Regions from separate parts of the Gasterosteus aculeatus genome. Here region 2 is linked to region 1. The links are chromatin contacts, called in public Hi-C maps. All regions are on one chromosome and are shown on one strand. The core of a region is the stretch at or near the end of the contact, and the rest is flanking DNA. Distances in the headings are between cores, read along the strand shown. Region 1 overlaps neto2a (neuropilin (NRP) and tolloid (TLL)-like 2a). Region 2 holds the start of ss18l2 (ss18, like 2).

Region 1 (4,276 bases), core at 1,747-4,246:
GCACTAAACTATATGGTAGCCAGCGTTAACTTAATTTAGCTTCCTATTCATTTCAAGCAGATAAGATAAAGCAAAAGCCCCCATTATCAGCTCTAATGTCCTTCCCAACCCCTCTTTAAACCTGTGTGACAGAAGGCTGTGCTCTTTCTTGTACGAGGGAAAAAATATATTACGGCCTGAATTTGGCTCGTAAGAGGAAGTGAGAAGTGATGTAAAAATGAAAGGACGTGACCTAGAATCGTGGGGTTGAACCCGGGGCAGTGTTTCCCCCCTCCTTCTGTAAAATGACCACAGGTCAGATGAAGCTGCTCTCAGTAGGATGTGACAAAGCATTTAAATGTCGGGAGAATTTCTTTGAAGGAATCCAACATGCACATGAACGACCCCACAGTACATGTAGTATGTCGACACAGGCAGGGCCACATATATATATATATATATATATATATATATATACATATATATATATACATATATATGTATATATATATTCATACATCATCTGCTTTTATAAACATTCACAAGCTGTTATCCTATTTAGCTTGTGATTTATTTATATTACAAAAGATGATACAAATGCTGACATAAATGATGCAGCTTTTGCCTATTAAGTGGATTAAACATTGATATGCGGTACACATTTCTTCTACGGCAGCTCACGGCAGCTCTTACTCGGCTTATAACTCTTACAGGTAAAAGAAGCCTCGCTTGTCTCTTGTTGAAGCGTTTGCAGGGATGACGAGATCCCGAGCTTTGCTTATGAAGTCAAGCCACAATCAGCAGGGGCGCCTGCAGCACCTATTTGGTGTTGAGTTGGTTTGGGTGGTCTGTTCTCTGAATGTGAAGTTCATCGCTCCACGCAGGAGATACTTGTGCGATAATGGAGAGGCGAGTAATGAGGAACCCGGAGCCTGGGGGGCCGTGTGCGTGTGCATTCCAAAAACGAGCCTTTGCCAACATGCCTGCTCATTGGTGCGGTTGTGCTCACTGCTTATGTTAACCATGCATTGTTCTTCATTAGACCCCCCCACACCTCTCTCTCTCCTTCCTCCTCCATCTCCTTCCTGCTCTCTCTCTCTCTCCATCTCTTCCTCTTTCATCCCTCCTTCCTGGGTGCCATTATGCAACGTGCCGGGCTCGCTCTCTAATTCGATGTGAGCGGGCCAACCTATTATGAAGTCAGAGGGGACGGGGGTCTACAGTGGCTTATCAGAGCGAGACAGTGTCAGGGAGCCGTGCCGGGACACACCGTTGGAATAAAACATATTTCACCTACTGTCTGTAGCCATGCGTGCTCTGCCCAAATGACCGTCTCCTCGTCGGTGCTGTGAGCTTCGGAGCCTGTAATCCTGTTTTTTCTGCTAATGCGTCCTGTTACCGGTGCCTGGAGACTGCAGATTAGCAGGTGGGGGGTCCTGTGGTTTTGATGAGAGGTGATGGTTTTAAAACTGGTCTTTAATCAGAATCAGAATTGGCTTTACTGGTCACGTACGCGTACACGCACACTTGGAATTTGACTCCGGTTTCCACTTTGTTCTCCGCACCAATAAACAAGAAAAACAAAAAGTAGAACGGATGTAAGTATACACATTTACCGACTATCCAATATAACTATACACATAGATCCCTAATATATATATATATATATATACATTAGGGATGTACTTGCGTAGATATATATATTACCACTATTTAATGAACTACTCTTTGCCACTCTGCTACTATTACTGTTATTACGGAGAGCCAATTCCCTCTGCACAGCTGCTGGTCTATTACATTTAACGCTTTGACTACTCCTAATAATCCTGCTATATCTACTAGCAGAAGCAGTAGTACTATTTCTGTATTCGCTCACACTGAAAGCTGTTACTATTTCAAGTGTCCCTGTAGTTTCCCAGCAGCTACACGTAAGACTGTATGACATTAAAAGACTGTATGAATTATCGTCAATCCTATTTAACCTTTGGGGTGACAATGACATTATTAATCAAGTCTACACTAGTATTACAAAGACATGCGTGCTGTATTATTATTATACCTCATCGTCTGAGCAATACCATGTTTCACTCCTAAATGTTATAGATGTATACGCTCCTTGCAGCCGGTGGCACACGTACCTTTTGGCTGTCTAATGGATTCCCAGCGCTTTGATTTCCCGAACGCAACGATACGAATGCAGAACGTCACATGTGACTAATGTGTTGCACCTCTGTTTTGCAGCGTGGATATTCTTCTTTGTGATGGAAGAGGCTTTTGCTCTGGCACAGAGAACCAAAGGTCAGCCACAGCTCAAACGCTCTTCCATTCCATTAGTGTTGTCCCACCCGGGGCATTATCTCCACTTGAATCACACGACTTAATTCTCTCTTTATTCCCCGCCTGCTTCTTCCCTTTCTCTCTCTCTGTCGTGCCCGCCAACCCCCTCCCCGCTCTTCCTACCAAACGTTCTCTCATTGATCCCTCGGCTCAATAACCCATCTGTCCGTTTGTTCTCTGCCCTTTTGCTTCAAGACTCCCCGGGCGAACATGGCGGCCAGAGCCCCAGCCAGAACGACTGTGGCACGTGGGTCCGCAACATCAACGGTGGGGTGTTCACTTCGCCGAACTACCCCACCACCTACCCGCCCAACAAGGAGTGTGTTTATATCCTGGAAGGTAACGCATTGCTCCACTTCGTCTTCTGCTCAACAGCCGTTTTCCTCCGAACAAGCTGACACAGTTTCCCGCCTTTCTGCTTATTGCCTCCTTCACTGAGCGTCATTAGTCTGAGTGACATTGTTTTAGATAACCTCGCCCCTCTCTGATTTTCTGTTCCTTTCGCTGGCGAGCGATCAGCTTGACATTTTTTTTTCCAATGAGCCACGCTGATTTTGTTTGCCCCTACAGATATAACCCTTTGAAAATGATGAAAAGTGGCGCATTGTGGGTGGCTCCTGACTTTTGACCTAATCACTGCAGTGCTGCATTCATTTCCATTGGCAGGCTGTGCAAGCAGCCCCAGCTATTGAATGAAACATGAAGCAGATGAACATCTGCTGCAAAGCAGCGCTTCGGTTGCGTGTCGCTGAATTGTCGGCGTCCTTGTCAGCTGTCAGCGCTTTAGTGTTTAGGAGACACAATGCATGTTGCATCATTTGCAGCTACATGACATGAGGTCTGGGATATTGGTTTGATTGGTTTTCACACCAAAGTGACGAACTGTCCGTGAAGTTAAAGTACACCTGCTCATGAGATGTGTGTACTTGTACTGGCTTACTGGTGTTGAGGAGAGATTTCACACGTGGCTCAAGGGCTCCCCCTGTGGACAAATCAATCCCAGACGTGTCGCTGATGGATAAGCTGGGACTCCGATTCCAGGTCTGCAAGGCGACAGAAGGAACCTATCATTTGCCATTATGTGTTCTGAATCGCATATCCGAGCTTCAGCCTCTCATGTTTCATACACACAGAGAGATGCTCACGTTTTGGCACAAGCGCTAATCAAATAGCTCTTTAATCATAATTAGCGGTTAGTGAAACTCATCGGTCGTTTCACGTGCACCGGCTCATCAGCTCAATAGATTCAGTGATTGACGGTTCTGCTCATTCGGTATCAAGCGGTGTCATGTGTGTGAGTGTGTGTGTGTGTTGTATGTGTGTGTGTGTAAGGGAGATAGAAAGTTATCTGCAGAATGAGACTCAGTGCACCAGGGAATGAGCACACTGATAGCAGGAAGTGCAGACGTACGAGCCGCTCGCTCAAGCAGAAAGGTAAAACACTCGGGCTCGAATTCAAAGACAAGAACAGGGAAAGAAATCCAGCGGCACACTGAAGCGTACACATGTGCTGCCCTGTTTCTTTTCTCCATCGGGGTATGTTCCGTTTCTCCATGCCAGAGATGATTCAGAGCCCCGCTCCCTCAGCATCTTTATTAAGTAGCATTCGTCCCCTAAGGCAGGCATGAATTGCCCTGGTTAAATACCTCCTCTGTGCGTGGGGCAGATGTTATTCATGCAGTGCATGAAAACAGGCGAACTTGTGAACTGCTGTTCCTGCATTGTTCTCACTCACTCAGAGATAGTAGTACTGACATGTCAGACGGTGTCTTGTGTACATGTGGGTGCATACATACTTCTGTATGCATCTATGCATCTATGCATGATGTGTACCGTTGTGTTGGTAATAAATGTAAAGAAGATGATAGTGTTTCTCTTGTTCTCTGCTCTCATGTGTTATGCATGCAAAATGAATAGATGAATAGATGTGCTGATCATGCTGTCAAAACGCATTTGTAAA
Region 2 (4,010 bases), core at 832-3,331, 170 kb before region 1:
GTTCAATGTACGGGGAGAATAAGCTAACAGCTAACTGCTAGTTAGCCGTTTCTTTAAACACTCTAGCGGCGTCTTACCCTCTGTATTGTTTCTTGGTTAATTTTCGCCTTTCCTCGCAGTTTCTTTGGCACAAAGACAATCGACATATTTGTTAAGCCCAAGTTGTGTTGCGCTTGTTTATGTTTGCAAATCGAAGCTTCTTCTTCTCTGTTTCCCTCTACGAGTCTTCTTCCCCCTCTTCATTCTTGTTACGCTACCGCCATCTCCTGGACATCTCATGGACATCTCCTGGACATCTTATGGACTTCTCCTGGACATCTCCTGGACATCTCCTGGACATCTCCTGGAGTTCTCCTGGACGTCTAACAGGCCTGTCTGGTGACGTAATACAAAAATTAGTTTGAGCTATATTTTGAATATTTAGCACACATGTATCTCCTTTCCTCATAGTGGGAGATTGTAGAGAGAGAGATGAATGTAAAATGAGAATAATGGGGGTTGGAAAGGTAATGGGGATCAGTTGGTGGTCTCAGGCAGAGTTGACATTATCTTGTCCTATTAGATGAGGTGAACTATGATCTATGGGTGAAACCCGCTGGATGGATGCAAAACAAATATGGCAGGTGTTCAGGCAGCACTCTGTCCTTATCAATAAGTTACCAACCTAAACTAACGTTAACTAACTTTATTTGGATGATTCACTTCATAAAAACATGTTTTGGTCAATATTTGAGTGAGCTCTCCAGTGAGTAAAGGGCCTCATATTTATCAGTGGTTGTCAAAATGGCGGCTCACCTGTGAGAGAAGTTGATGTCAGTTAAATCATGTTTATCTTACCGTTTCCCTCAGACAACCGAGTGATGTATCTATTTTTAGTGTGTGTGTGTGTGCAGTAAAGTAGAGCGATATGTTGCAACGTCAACACGGGATGAGTTGGAAAGAAGAACGGATTGATGACTTGGATCAATGTTGGCAAACTAAAGTACCTCATTGAAGAAGCCCTGGCGTGTCACAGTTCAACAATGGCCATGGTGAACTTGATTGTATTGTACTCTAAATGTACTGAGTTGGGTGAGTTCTACGGATCACATCCTCTGCATGGCTGAAGGACACAAGAGTATCCACAAGACAAAATGTACGTCTGATGCCCTCAGGCGGCTCTTTACAGCTTCACTGGGTCATTATCTGCTCCATTAGCAGCTTGTTTTCTGTAGGCCCCTTGGGCCGTCCATCACTCGGCCTAATGGGACTCGTTTGGTATCCTTGAACCCAGAGGCATGTCAAATAATACACAAAGGAAGTTCCGTTCTTTCTTTTTACTCCAGCCATGGGGACGATTGTTCTGTACACTTGTAAACGATATCTACAGAGAGAGCGGAGCATTCAAAGGTCATTCTTTTTTGCATAAACATTTGGTACTATATATTGAATTTACTCCCCTGTGGTGTTACGACACCACTGGGCAGGTTTCCCTTTAAAAGTTTGGCTAGCAAGTACACATCAGTAACTGAACTTCCATAAGAGAAAAGGTGTTGATAATGGAACAGTCTTTTGTAAAGAAGCCTTATGCAGCTAGTTAGATTTCTATTCAGTATTAGTTTTCGTACTCAAAGACGTCAGTTTGCTGTAGCCCTCTTTGCAGCACTTCAGGCCTGTTAGGGTCCACAAAATGTTACTGCATCTTGAATTGATCATCTCCTAGATTTTACTAATTATTTCGGCCTATTGGACAGATGATGTCCATGCTGGTGAACCTGCGGCCCTCCTTCATCCTCGTGTAGTGGACTACCTTCTGACAGACGGCCCGGAAGGCCTCACGATAGGGCTTCAAAACCAATTTTTAAATAATACATTTTAATGCATCTTTTTCATCCTTATGTTTCCATCGTTCACCTTTAGATTTGTTTTCAATGCATTTACCAACATTTGTTCGGTTTTATTTTTGTTGTGTCTAGAATTTTTTAAAATTCAAATTAAATCATGGTGTATTTTCATTGCAAAGCAGAGTCAAATGCACCCGTGTAATGTTTTAATGTTCCTATTCGGTCACAGGAGGGCAGTGTAGTTCCCTTGTGCTTGGGTGGTGTTTTGACAAAACAATCTTATCAACATTTGTTTAGAATGAAAATTCTGACTTTTTGAAGTCGGCATTTTTCGATCAAGCGTATGACAAATAGGAACTACTAACTTCTACATTTTTTACTTTTAAGGTTAGATGATTTAATAGATTTTTTTTCTTTTAGTAAATTAACCAATACCACACATTTTTAAAATAAACGTTCAATTTATTGATAAATGAGCATTTGATGTGATCATTCCATAAACTCAGGAAGGAATAAAGGCTTTTTACATACTTGCTGTTAAATCCACTCAAAGGGAGTTAATTACATTGATTTTGCTTCTTAACGGGCAATGGTGAAGTGTGAAATACAACCCCACCTCCCAAAGCGCCTTAAGTGCCTTAAGCGCCTGACAATTTCTTTCTGTCCAGGTTTTGTCTGTCAAAAAGCAGCCTGAGGATTTTTACCGGAACGTTTTAATTTGTCACAATCACACTAGAATATTCTGGAATCCAGATATCGTTGTGACTGACAGAATAGAAGAGCAGAACCCAGCGGGCACATCAGGGAGGAGCTCAGTCAGAGATCGTCTCCGTATCATGTGTTCAGACAGGAGACGCAGACGCACGTTACTCTTCAAGGGCTCGGAAGTTGCAAGAACTAGACTCAACAACATGTCGCTTAGAGACAAACAGGTGAGAGAGAGACACGAAGAGTCGGGATCCTACTGTGAACGTTGAAATGTGTCACGTCTACTCTTCGGCTCCTTTTTTTTGTGATGAAGTTCACGCAGTTTTTGGCTAAGCAAGCTTTTGTTCAGCAAACTGTAACCTAGAAACAGCAGAGTCAACAGTACTGAATAAGTATAAATAAGTACTGATTCGTTTGCTCTAATAAACGCCAGGAAAGCTGTAAGATCAGACAGAGGAAGATAAAGAAACAGAGTCAGCTGAAGGGCCTCCACGTTCCTGTGAGAGCGTACCGGCGCTCAACTGGAGGCCTTGTGAGCGAGCTGGTTTGATCAATAACTCAATTGGTTTCAGACACTCGAAATGCTGAAATAAACTTGATCTTAACCAAAAAGGTACCGTTGTGTGGGAGCAACAGACCTGGAACAATGAGTATATAAAATACTCAAGTATCAGTAATGTACTTGGAGATCATTGGTTGCAGAATTTTTCTTATCGTTTTCATGCCTCATTTAAATGATCTGGAAATCTTGATACCCGTCCAAAAGTTTTCTTTCACATTCTGTGCGTTTCTCCTACACACGTCCGAGATCGTTGCACCGCGTAGTTCGGTTCTGCACAGTCAGCTCAGGGACCTGCAGAACGTCACCGGCACCTTCAGCAAAGTCGGCAAATGCAAAGCCGTCGCCACCAAAGACCTCGTGCGTTAAGATCTTGAAGAAGATGGCCGCCGGTTCCCGTGGGCCCAACGGAGAGGTACGTCGTTGAATATCATTTACTAAACTGAATCAACCGCCTGTTTTCGGGTATTTTCTCTCCAGCTGGCCATGCTGAAAAAGATCCGTGGTCTCAATCCATCAAATGGATCCTTTGTTTTCTCTTCCAAGTGGCGCAAACAGGCTTCCACATTGTGAGACAGCCGTCCATCCACCCGAAAGGAGAGAATGGTCACATCTGCACAGGACGAGGGGGCTTTGGCCGCCTGTCCCTGCACCAGCGTAACAACCAAGACCACTTTGCCTTTTAACAGGCGGCCTGCGGAGCGTCCGTATGATCCCACATTCCGGCCGTCTGGCACGTCTTAAACCCAGATAACTGCAAGGGATTATGCGCCCAGATTACGGCCTCAGCTGTCCTGCTGTATTTTAGCACGAGACGTTACAGAGATGCATACCGAGTCATTGTTTATCTTCAAAGAGAAATGTGTGGTGGCGGAAAAAAAGAAAGAAAGAACTGCTTTCCCACATTTGCACTTACTTTA

The links. Hi-C and Micro-C count contacts between places; a contact is called where the count stands out from the background.
Region 2: a contact with region 1 is called in a Hi-C map of skeletal muscle, with 9 times the contacts expected there. The contact joins the promoter of ss18l2 here to the enhancer-like site in region 1. A contact is called at or near these places in 3 of 6 Hi-C or Micro-C datasets (skeletal muscle and tail fin).

The regions. Positions count from the first base shown.
Region 1 is chr12:6,872,406-6,876,681 of fGasAcu3.hap1.1, reverse strand. It overlaps neto2a (neuropilin (NRP) and tolloid (TLL)-like 2a), which reads left to right. Exons shown (of 10, transcript XM_040169026.2): 2 at 2,221-2,277; 3 at 2,512-2,655. Among protein-coding and RNA genes, the nearest start is that of neto2a, 3.6 kb to the left of the region's middle. Within about 2 kb of position 2,996, at least 2 of the 9 cell types and tissues checked have open chromatin away from gene starts, as enhancers often do.
Region 2 is chr12:7,044,475-7,048,484 of fGasAcu3.hap1.1, reverse strand. It overlaps ss18l2 (ss18, like 2), which reads right to left and starts at 2,081. Exons shown (of 4, transcript XM_040168051.2): 1 at 78-2,081. The coding sequence starts at 146.